Linked DNA regions of Sus scrofa: region 2 is linked to region 1. Evidence: chromatin contacts called from public HiChIP or PLAC-seq data. All regions are on one chromosome and are shown on one strand. Each heading gives the region's core, a stretch centred on a gene start, on an enhancer-like site or on the middle of the called end of the contact. The rest is flanking DNA. Distances are from core to core; before and after follow the strand shown. Region 1 holds the start of SPSB2 (splA/ryanodine receptor domain and SOCS box containing 2). Region 2 holds the start of LPAR5 (lysophosphatidic acid receptor 5).

The links. HiChIP or PLAC-seq counts read pairs in DNA pulled down with a chosen protein or histone mark.
Region 2: an H3K27ac HiChIP or PLAC-seq map of alveolar macrophages shows a contact between it and region 1. The contact joins the promoter of LPAR5 here to the promoter of SPSB2 in region 1. A contact is called at or near these places in 1 of 5 promoter capture datasets (fetal liver) and 1 of 2 datasets of contacts at active chromatin or transcription factors (alveolar macrophages).

The regions. Positions count from the first base shown.
Region 1 is chr5:63,832,970-63,838,917 of Sscrofa11.1, reverse strand. It overlaps SPSB2 (splA/ryanodine receptor domain and SOCS box containing 2), which reads right to left and starts at 2,133. Exons shown (of 3, transcript NM_001243315.1): 1 at 1,954-2,133; 2 at 1,062-1,809; 3 at 1-83. The coding sequence starts at 1,725. It overlaps LRRC23 (leucine-rich repeat-containing protein 23), which reads left to right and starts at 2,289. Exons shown (of 8, transcript XM_013987385.2): 1 at 2,289-2,414.
Region 2 is chr5:64,047,831-64,053,790 of Sscrofa11.1, reverse strand. LPAR5 (lysophosphatidic acid receptor 5) reads right to left here and starts at 4,321. Exons shown (of 2, transcript XM_005652601.3): 1 at 3,901-4,321. It overlaps ACRBP (acrosin-binding protein), which reads right to left. Exons shown (of 10, transcript XM_003126533.4): 10 at 5,945-5,960.

The DNA.
Region 1 (5,948 bases), core at 884-3,383:
AGCAGAAACGTAGCCAAGCCGGGTAGCCCCCAGGGCGTGGCGTACACACAGGCGGCTCAGGTGCAGAAGGGAGTGTGGCTCCGCTGGGAGAGAGAAGGAGGGAAAGTAAGTAGGGGTGTAGCCACCAGTCGCTGGATGTCCTCAAACAGGGTCCTGCCCGGCTCCCCGCTGCTTCCCTGTGGCCTTCTTGCTACAAGGCTGCTTCCACCTCAGTGGAGCGTGCTCCCTGGAGTTCTGCATCTGCGTCACTAATTTCACCCATCTAAGGCCCTCTAAGCAACAGGCCCAGGCAGCTCAGATACTGGTGGAGCTGCTGGCCCAGGCTTTGATTGCGGAGAGGCCTGGGCACTGGGGCAGAGAGGGTGAATGGAAGGTCATGCCCTCTCCACAGCAGCCACCCTCTGCTGAATGAAGACTCTGCCACTTGCATAGGACAGTAAAGTCTAGTCAGCCCCAAGGTCTGGTTCCATGGGTTCCCCAAGGAGCCCCTTCTGCAGCCCTGCTCCAAGGCCCTTCCTCCCTCACTGCTTTCCTTCCAGGAGCCTGGGCCTCAATGGCTCCTTCCTGGGGTTTGACTGAGAAAGGAAGTAGGTATGTGTCAAAGAGACAGAGCCCAGTGAGTCTGGTACACACCCTGGGGTGCCTGGCACCTCTTCCTTTTGGACTTGTCCTCCTAGCTCAGTACATGTTTCACTCTTTGCACCTCCTGCTCCAGGGACTGGTACCTCCTGTGAAGTCCTGATCCCTAGGGTGCTCCCCTCCATTTTGAGGGCTCATCACTTCCTAGCAAGTTGCTTTCCCAACAACCTTCCTTTTACCTCTATGGCTGTTAGAAGATTAAATGAGGTAAGAGCTGTGAAGTTCCTTAGCCATTCCTGGCACTGAATAGGGAAAGGAGACATGTCAGATGAAGGTGGAGCTGCTGGCCCAGGCTTTGAGCCAGGAGACCTGTCAGATGAAGGCACACTACTTACAACGCCTCTTGGAAGGCGTTGAGCTTGCATCCCAGACCACAGCCACCAGGGATAGAACACTCTCCCCAGACCTGCCCCAGGCCTCACCTCTCCTTTCGCCCAGGTAGCTGATGCGGACGTGGCACTGGCCCCAGACAGCGCTTACTGCTGGATAGAGGGTCCTGCCCTTCAGTCCACGGAAGGCTGGCCCCAGGTAGGTGCCCCCAATAGCGTAGCCCAGAGTTCCCTCCTCCATGTCCAAAACCACCAGCAGCCTCTCCGGCACCTCCAGGTGCTCACCTTGAAGTCCGGGGGGATACCGGGGGGCCCCGGGCCCCTTGCTCTGATGGTACAGCTTCCCCCGCCCAATGTCCCAACCCCACGACTCGCTGTTGCTGCCCAGCAGCGCCGCATAGTGGTCAGCTTGCAGCGGGGCGAGGGCCGTGGCCACGCCCACCACGGCGTGGGTGCCTCTCTGTTCCCGGGGCCAGCTGATCTCCCAGGCGTGCAGGCCTCTCGAGTAGCCCCTCTTACCCCGGACCCCATCAGTGCTCTGGGCCACAGGCCGCCGCTCAAAGCACAAGCCCCCTTCCTTGACCTCGATGTTCTCTGAGCAGTCCTTGGGGTTCCAGCCGTGACGCCGTTGGGCCCCTAGGTCAGGAGGGGGAGCAGAGAGCAGCTCCTCCAAGCCCTCGGGACAAGAGAGGTCAGGGTACAGGGGCTGTGGGGTGGGGGTGCTGCTGCTGCCCCCTGCCAAGGCCGTCTGGCCCATGGAGGTGAGAAGCTGGAGGATTCCCCAAAAGAGGCTTGCTGGGACGTCTCTCTTCGGAAAGTTGAGCTCCCGCTTGGGATCGACCTAGAGAGAAGTTGGGGGAGAGGAGGATCCTGGAGGGACTCCACACCTAGGCGCCTCATCCTTTCCCCCAGCTCTGCTCACTGCCCCACTCCTCCCGCTCAGCTCCCCGAAAGCTCCTAGATCCATCATCTTGCCCTCACCCACCTGTCCGCGTCTCCTGAGACGCGCGAGTTTGTCGCCTTAGGTCTGTCCAGGGACCGTCCCCTTCGCCCGCTCCTGCTCCTGTCCCTGCCCCCGAACCACGCTCAGCTTCCCGTGCCGGGAGGTCGCCGGCCCTCGGGAGGAGCCCGGCCGAAAGTCGCCGAGGAGCTCCGGCTCCAGAACGCCGGCCGCTTCCGCCCCCAACCCCTCCCGCAGGCCTCGCCCCGCCCCAGGCCACGCCCCTAAGGGCCCTCTGGGGCAGTTAACCCTCTAGTCGCCACCCCAGGTCGCGCCCCGCCGGAGACCCCGCCCACACGGGCCCCTCCGGGGCGGTCAAAACTCGGCACCAGGGGCGGCTGCGAAGGTCAAGCAGTGAGTAGAGCCCACTCGCGGGCGGTTAACCTCTGGACACCTTCCAAGCAGCCCGCAGCCCCCAGGCCTCGCCCCCGCGAGGAAGCCGCCAGGTACTTAACCCTTCCCTGGCCCGCCAAGCTCAGAGTTAACCTTTTCATGGTATCATCGCTTTGAGGTCCCTGGAGGTCTTTTCACCGTTAAGAACTTTGAGCAGCCTGGGGATATAGGGCCGGAGGTCAAGTAAGGTCTGCCATTGTGGTGACATCTGTTTCCCAGGCCTTCTGATTCTGGGTCACTGTTGCTTGGGCTGGTCATTCTCCGACCCGGGTTGTGAGTCAGCCGGTTCTAAGCCTGAGGTTCTATACGCTGAGTTTCTAGCTCAGAGGGGTAGGTGTCATAGGGCTGCATCCTGTTCTAGCCTTCATCTGCCCTGTCCATCCATTCCTGAGCTGTGGGCCTCACCTGGCAGAGTGTGGTGGTCCAGACCTTGCTTGGGAGGGAAACAATGTCACTAATTATCTCTGTGACCTTGGGGAGGTTGCCACACTTCTCTAAACCTGTTTTCTCTTTCCTAAAATGGGCATAATGATGGTACTTACCTCAGGGTTGTTATGGAGTTGAAACAGTCCAAGTAAAGCACTTAGCAAGGAACCCTTGATATCGTATGCATTCACTAAGCTTAGCTAGTCCTATTTCTTTAACATTTTCTAAGTGACTATTCTGTAGAGAGGTAATAAAATATAGTGGTATTTAGCAACTGTGGAGCCAGGCTGACAGGGTGTGCAAATCCCTGAAGGCGGGTATGCAGGAGAACTTTGGCAAATTCCTGAACCACCCCCGTACCTGTTTTTTCTTCTGTAAAAGGGGGATACTATTGGTATGAACTGCATAAGCTATAGTGAGGATTCAGTGATGTTACACATACATATGTGAAGCCCTTAGAACCGTTTCTGATTCAAATTTAATCATTTGTGCGAAGCACTGAAGATGACGCAGTGAATCCGCAAGGAGTTTACAAGGATATTTATAAAACAGTTTTGTCATGTAGTAGATAAAATTCTGGTTATACAAAAAGTCCTATGGGAGTAAAAAGGATGGGACTCCACGGATCAAGCACTTTGGAAAGTGTCGTGGAGCAGATGACACTGGGCTGAATCTTTAAGATTGACAAGAGGAGGAGTTCCTCTTGTGGCTCATTGGGTTAAGAACTCCACTAGTATCCATGAGGATTTGGGTTAGATCCCTGGCCTTGCTCAGTGGGTTAAGGATCCAGTGTTGCTGCAGCTGCCTGTAGGTCAAAGCTATGGCTTGGATTCAGTCCCTGGCCTAGGGACTTCCATAAGCCCTGAGTACAGCCAAAAAAAAAAGAAAAAAGACAAGGAATTTGCCTGAGAGGTGGTTCTGCAGTGTGGGTGTTGGATTAGAGTTGCTGCATGTAGAAACCATTCAGACTGAGAGGTCAGCATGAAAAAACAAAAATAGAGAGTTCCACTTGTGGTTCAGTGGTAATGAACCCAACTAGTATCCATGAGACTCAGGTTTGATCCCTGGCCTCACTCAGTGGGTTAAGGATCTGGTGTTGCCGTGAGCTGTGGTGTAGGTCGTAGATGCGTCTCAGATCCCGAGTTGCTGTGGTAGGTCAGCAGCTACAGCTCTGATTTGACCCCTGGCCTGGGAACATTCATATGCAGAGGGTGAGGCCCTGGAGATAGTATGTAGAGTGGGAAAAGGGTTTAGGAGGACACAGCACAGTGGACAGTTCAGGTTTGATAACATACATGATTTTTTTTTTTTTTTTGGTCATTGGCAACTTTAGTGAGAGAGGACATGTGGATTGTGGGAGGTTGCGGTCCATGCTGAAGGCGCTGAACTGGTACTTTCTGGCATGTGTCAGACACTGTGCGACATGCTTTATATTTTTAGGGGATAGAGAGTTGGGAGAGGAAAGGTGACAATTATGTCTCATAGTTAAAACTATTCTTGAGGAGTTCCTTGCGGGCCCATCAGGTTAAGAGTCCGGTGTTGTCACTGCTGTGGCTCAGGTTCGATCCCTGGCCTTGGAACTTCCTGATGCCATGGGTGTGGCCAAAAAATAAAAATAAAATCAACCCGGGATCTGAGACACATCTGCGACCTACACCACAGCTCACAGCAATGCCAGATCCTTAAAAAAATAAAAATAAAATAAAATTACCCTTACATACCCCATCTATTAAGTACATGTTAGTTTTGTGTAAAATACAAAACATGACAGTATACTATGATTGTGTACAGGATAAATGTTTATATTTCTTTAATCAAGGAGAAAGAAGAAAGCATATTAGAAAAGATATGGCGGAGTTCCCGTCGTGGCTCAGTGGTTAACGAATCCGACTAGGAACCATGAGGTTTTGGGTTCGGTCTCTGGCCTTGCTCAGTGGGTTAAGGATCTGGCATTGCTGTGAGCTGTGGTGTAGGTTGCAGACGTGGCTCGGACCCCACGTTGCTGTGGCTCTGGCGTAGGCCAGCGGCTACAGCTCCAATGTGACCCCTAGCCTGGGAACCTCTATATGCCTCAGGAGCGGACCAAGAAATGGCAAAAAGACGAAAAAAAAAAAAAAAAAAGAAAGAAAAAGAAAAGATGTGGAGTCCTCTTGTGGCACAGCAGCAGGTCAAGTATCTGGTGTTGTCATCGCATCGGCTCAGGTCACTGCTGTGGTGTGGGTCGACCCCTGGCCGGGGCATTTCCCCATGCTGTGGGAGCAGCCAAAAAAATGAAAAGAAAGCTGTGAACTTGAGCACTTGTCATCCACCCAACCTGGATATTCTTGCCACTGTGACAACAAAAATAAGGATATCATGGCTTAGAGGACAGATGGTAAGCCTAATCCATAGCCAGCTCAGCTAGTGGTTTAAAACATGGTCTTTACCCAGTGCTTGGGAATCCTGAACTGGTCACATCTGGTTGGGAATAGCTCAAGTATTCCACAATGCTACAAGCAATTTTAACTTTTTACTTTTTTTTATTGAGATGTCACATATACAGAGTATATTAATCTTAAATTGCTCAGTGGATCTTACATATTTATGCAGCAAAAAGATCAAGAACACTTCCAGCATCCCAAAGGGCTCCTTCTTGCTCTGACACTACGCCCCTAAAGTAACTCCTATTTGACCTCTATCAGGATAGGTTAGCTTTGCCTCTTCATCAGTTTCATGCAGATTAGGGAGTTCCTATCATGGCTCAGTGGAAACAAATCTGACTAACATCCATGAGGACACAGGTTCAATCCCTGGCCTTGCTCAGTGAGTTAAAGACCCAGCCTTGCCATGACCTGTGGTGTAGATCACAGACTCAGCTCAGATCTGGTGTTGCTTTAGCTGTGGCACAGGTTAGCAGCTACAAAAGGAGGGTGCGGCCCTAAAAAGACAAAAAAAAAAAAAAAAAAAAAAAAGTTCATGCAAATGAAACAAGACAGTATGCATTCTTTGTATTCTTTTGTCTGATGTATTTTTCTTGACAAGTGAGAGTCATTCATGTTGTTGCCCGAAATGGTAGCCAAGTATTTCCATTGTTTCACTGTATTCCACTGTATGGATGTTCTGCAACTTACTTATTCTACCGTAGATGGACATTTGAGCAGTTCCCATTCTTAGCTTTTAAA
Region 2 (5,960 bases), core at 3,072-5,571, 210 kb before region 1:
GTATTTACCGCATTTCCCCATCTAGATGGTAGGGTCCTAGGTTTGGGGGTGGAGACCACACCTTCTACTGCTTTCTTCCCAATTGCACTCACACTGCAGTCTCTATTTAGCAGTGCCTGGGGACAGCCATTGGCTGCCTGGCAGGAAATCTGTCCCCTCCCGCCCCAGGTCTACCCAGCCTATAACCCTGTTGTGATATTTCTTGGATCACCCCAGTCAGCCAACCACTTCTTATCACACTCCTGTCCCCATGTATAACTCAGGGAAAGGCCACATCCCTTTGAAAAGGATTGTTTGCAAACAGCTGGCATTAAAACTTCAATAACAGTTTAGGCTAGAGTTACAGTAACATTTTTATCATTCTTAACCATTCTCTGGAGAATCAATAGCCCCTTATAGCCAGGAGGCACCTACTAGCCCCTGAACAAGTGAACAAATGATTATTTCCCAAGATCCCAGGTCTTTGGTTCACAAAATTACAGTGTTAAAGAGATCAACATGTATTAGGTGAGTTGCTACTTAAGAGGTAGAATTAGGCACCTTCAGGAGAGCAGATGGCCATCGCTCTATTTCTGAGAAGCCTGTGGGTTTGTGTGTCCACCCCTTTCCCACAGACCACGCAAAATGGCCCAAGCTGAGCCTTGAGAGCTGCCGGGCCCCTGCCTTGGTCCCCACCCCATCTGCTTGCTTCCCTGGGGCTCCCCATCAGTGGAGCTGAATGGGCACAGTGCCAGGCCAGATGGCAAAGATGGGAAAAACTGCCAAAAAGGAGGCAAACAGGAAATGGAAGGAGGGCTCTAGACGTGGGGGAGGGGCGGAAGGGCCCTCTCCTTTCTCCCGCCTCCAGCGAGAGGTCAGGTTTGGGGGGCAGGGGTTGGGGGGAATGTAAAGCAAAGATATAGTGGCTGCCCCAGAAAAGCGGGGACACTGGGATTTCATTTCACCAGGGAGAAGGGGGGACTTGGGGGCCCACACAGGCTCAGTAACCTCAGCCTGCCTGCGGCTGCAGTCACATGAGCACATCACTACACACACGTGCGCATGCAAGGCCGCGTGGAGGTGCCAGTAAACTGAGGGGTGTGCACCAAGATTCCCTAGAACATATAAATCCATGTGTAATGCAGCCTGTAACACACATGCATGTTCACAGAGGCACGGGCAGCTGGTGGGGGAGGAAACACACACAGCAGGCACAGCCCCCACCTTCACACACATACACATCACACACACACACCTGACCCCAGACATAAGAGTGAGCAGGCAGCTTCAGGAGCACAGATGGCTGCAGGTGGGCACATGCAGATCCCAGCCACAAGGCACTGAGGGGCAAAGAGAGACCCTGGGAACTGCCCCCTCCAACCCCAGCCTCCACGCCCCCCCCCACACACACACTTTCCTCCCACCCCCGAGTCCCTGTTCTGCAGCTCCCCATGTGTGTATGGGGGGTCCAGGCTCTTTTTGTCCTCAGTGACCCTCTGGGACCTGTCCTATTGCCCTCTGAGCCGGGCTGGGCACCAGTCTTTGCTGAGATAAGTCAGAGGGGCAGGGTTATTTTTGCACCGGCAGGAAGTGAGAACAGGGGGTTTAAAAGTGCACAGGAGGCTAACTCATGACCCTTCCCTCCCTCTCATCCACACCACTGGCCCGTGGTGTCCACCCTTCTGGTGCCTGACCAGCGATGCAGAGGGGAGCTGAACAGAAAGGGATGGGCAATTTGGGACAGTGATGGGGGCAGGGAGGGGAGAGACACCTCCTGTCTGTCTAGCTTCTTCCTGTCTGCCACCCTCTCCCTGGGCTCCCCCCTCCCACGCTCTCCCCCCACTACCACCTTCACCAAAGCCCTTGATCTCCTCATCTCCTCTTTGTAGGAATCCACATCCTTGAAAGGTTTGGAATCTCAGATCTCTGGACATCATCTCTAGAAGAGTTCCAACCACCTTTCAGATGCTGGCAGCCACAGGCCAGTTGGCACACGAGTCCCACCCCTCCTGCGGTGTGTGGTGCCGACTGAGCCCACTTCCTCTGCTCTGTCCTCAGGCAGCTCAGGGCCCGAAGATGTGCCCGCTCCCCACAGACAGTAACTCTCAGCACCCCTTCACATGGGTCCTTTCAGATGCTCCCTACAGATCCCAACGGTGCTGAGCCTCCAGTGGAAGCTTCATGAAGTCTAAAGGCCTTGTGACAAGCTCCGTCCCACAGCGGCCCCAGGACACAAATGAATCCTGCCCATCTGCTTGTCCTGAGTCTAAGGCAGGGAGTTTAACGAGGTCACCAGGGTGAATGGATGGCCTCCTCCTGCCCCAGGGGCCACGTTCTTCCCACTGCCATGTTTATCCATCCTCCCTCGTCCCCAGTCCAGGCCCGCTCTGCTTCCTCCAGCCCAGATCCCTGCTCCAGCTTCCCCCTACCCTTCCCCACCTGAGACTCTCTTCTTGCCTTTCCAACCCCATCCCCGGCTGCAACTTTTCCCTCTCATGTCTCCCCACGGTTTTTCTGGAAAAAGGCAGAAAGCAAAGGCGACCTACAGCTCAATGATTGATGTGTGGTTGTCACCTCCCCACCAGCATACCTCTCCCCACCCTGCGGACAAGAGCTGGAAAAACAGGAAACAAGGTCCCAATCAAGACCTAGGTGGGATCTGGAGTTCCCATCATAGCTCAGCCGTTAATGAACCTGACTAGCATCCATGAGGATGAGGGTTCGATCCCTGGCCTTGCTCAGTGGGTTAAGGATCTAGCATTGCTGTGACCTATGGTGTGGGTCGCAGATGCACATCGGTCCTGAGTTGCTATGCCTGTGGTGTAGGCCAGCAGCTATAGCTCTGATTGGACCCCTAGCCTGGGAACCTCCATATGTGTTGGGTGTGGCCCTAAAAGACAGGAAAAAAAAAAAAAGACCTAAGAGGGTTCAGCCCTCCATAGCCTTGGGTGGTTCTCGCCTCCACAGGAGCCTTTGGCCTCGTGGACCTCGCCCTGACCTCAGGCAGCACTCAAGTCTCTGCTTTCCCCTTCCTGTGGGCACAGGTATCAGAGGCCGAAAGAGCTGGGTTCTAGGGTCCCTCAGTTGCCAGGAAGTGAGGCTCATGGGTTGAGTAGGTTTCTGCCTCCCGTTTAATCCTTGCCTCCATCTTCCCTTCTGCTACGACCTTCGCTCACCCTGAAGCGACAGGCGACACAACCCCTTCCGTCAGGGAGGCCCCCGTGAACATAAGGACTCGGTGGGCAGCTGCCTCATGGTTGGGACACAGAGGGACCAGAAGGCCTTGCCCGCTCTCAAATATCTCCCCCAACCCATGCTCAGTATCTGAAATTTTATCCACTTCGGGACCCTCACAGGCCACATTCCCGCAGAACTGTAGGGACCCTGGACACAGTTCATCTAATCCTCCGATAAAGACAATGCCCTGGGTTAAGGCAGCGTCTGTCCAAGACACCACTGAAGCACACTGGTTACATTGGAAGGATCCCCGTAAGGGCACAGCTGAGCCTTGACCCTGCTGATGGGGTTTCATCAGATGAGTTCATTGTCACCGGCAAAGGCCCGGCCCTGGGGCGAGTGGGTTTTAGGGCTTGCGTTGTCTAAGAGTAGGAAAGGGCTGGCAACCAGCCCCAGAGGGCCTTCCTCGGTGGCCCTGGGATTGGGGTTCAGCTTGACAGTGGGGACCTGACCGGTGAAGGGGAGGACACAGCCTCGGGGACAGCCAGGGTGGGGCTTCAAGATCTAGGGCAATCCTCTGTCCCCTGTCTGTGGGCCCAAGCCTGTCCCTTTGGGCTTTTGACTGAAACATTTTCCCAGGGCCCACAGCCTACTTTCACCTCCACCCCCCCCCACCCATGTCCTATTTCTAAAGGAGAGGGGCTGCCCCTGGGGGGCTCCCCCCAACCTGTGATGCCCCCATACCTGTGCTCGCTGAGGCTCCGCCGCTGCCTTGAGCTGGCTTCCGCTGCTGCCTGTTCTGGGCTGGGCTGGGCTGGTAGGACCTGCTCCAGGCAGGCGGACACACCCACCTCCGCAGCTGTCAGCAGATCCCAGCTCCCTGCACTCGCCCAACCCTGCGTGGGGCAGGGAGACAGAGGAGGAAGCACTGCCCTCAGTGGTCCACAGACAGGTCAGAGGAGAAGAATCCCCAGCGGATAAAGGCACTTCATCTGGCCCCAACCATCGCTGACTGCTGACTGTCCCCTCATGGCTCACACATTTCCCACAGTTTCCGGTGAGCCTAACTGGCACACCCACCCAGTGATGCCAGATGACTAACCCACCAGCCTTTTGTTCTCATCAGTTCCTCCTGGCTGTCTGTCTCTCTGTTGGGTTCCTGCAGGTGGTTTCACTCTTGCCACATGTAGCTTCTATCTGTGTGTATGTGTGTGTGTGTGGGGGGGAACCAGGGCTCAGATGACAGCCTCTGGTCTCTGTACCCCGGGCTGAGCCCCTTGTTTTCTACATCAGTAGGACCGGGCATGGTGTTTGCAGTCAGTACTCAAAAACAAGCGGCAGGTGAAAAAGGACACTGTGGTCGAATGAGAATGGAGAGACTAAGTGGAAAAGGTTTCTCTGTTACAGAGCTTCTCAGAGGTTTCAACATCCCATTAAAAGGCCAATGGCATGTTGATAATCAAAGCTGATAAAGGGTAGATGGAGATGCTTGACACTGTTCTTTGTGCTATATTCTACATATTGAGCTTCTCCATAATGTTTTCTCTTTTTTGTCTTTTTAAGATCGTACTCACGGCATATGGAGGTTCCCAGGCTAGGAGCTGAATCGGAGCTACAGCTGCCAGCCTAAGGCACAGCCACAGCAACGTTGGATCCGAGCCACATCTGCAACCTACACCACAGCTCATGGCAAAACTGGATCCTTAACCCACTGAGCAAGGCCAGGGATCGAACCCACGTCCTCATGGATACTAGTCGGGTTCTTTAACCACTGAGCCACGACAGGAACTCTGTAATGTTTTCTTCTAAATGCTGTGCAGTTTCCCTCATATGTGTGTATCCAGAACATGTTTTGGGGGATCCCAGATTATTAAAGGCTGATGCTGGAGTCACAGCTCCAAGCATGTCATTAAGATGCAGTTCCTGGAGTTCCCGTCGTGGCGCAGTGGTTAACGAATCCGACTAGGAACCATGAGGTTGCGGGTTCGGTCCCTGCCCTTGCTCAGTGGGTTAACGATCCGGCGTTGCCGTGAGCTGTGGTGTAGGTTGCAGACGCGGCTCGGATCCCGCTTTGCTGTGGCTCTGGCGTAGGCCGGTGGCTACAGCTCCGATTCAACCCCTAGCCTGGGAACCTCCATATGCCGCGGGAGCGGCCCAAGAAATAGCAACAACAACAACAACAACAAAGACAAAAAAAAAAAAAAAAGATGCAGTTCCTCAAGGACCCAGCGTTGTCACTGCTGTGGTTCTGGTGGCTGCTGTGGCACAGGTTCAATTCCTGGCCCAGGAACTTTGTACATGTGTGGCTGAAAAACAAACAAAAGGTGCAGCTCCTCCCCACTTCACCGTTTTCAGACCATCAGACCTCTCACTTGATATCAGAGCAGGGGTTTCCTGAGCTCAACCACAGTTCTTTCCTCCCTCCTAAAAAGCTCAAGTTCGGCCCTACTGCCCTGCAGTTGGCCCACTAGACACGACCTCATTCAGATCATCCTCAGAGAGACAGTCCTACACTCACATCCGAGATCTTGGGATCAGGGCTTCAGAAATGAAGACACACACGCCCTTCGGCCCACAGGCTCCCCAAGACACTGGCTGTGACCTTCATTCCACCCCCCTGGCTTCTCAGGGCTTCTCCTCCTAACGGAGGGCTTGCTGCCCTGGGTACTACCCCTTTGATTCTCTTTCCTGCAGATGGATCCATAACTCCCAGGGGTTGGAGAGCTGACGCTGTGGGGCAGGGGGACAGGGCTGAGGATGGGATCATAACCCAAACAGGCCGCACAGGTTGAAAATAAACACTT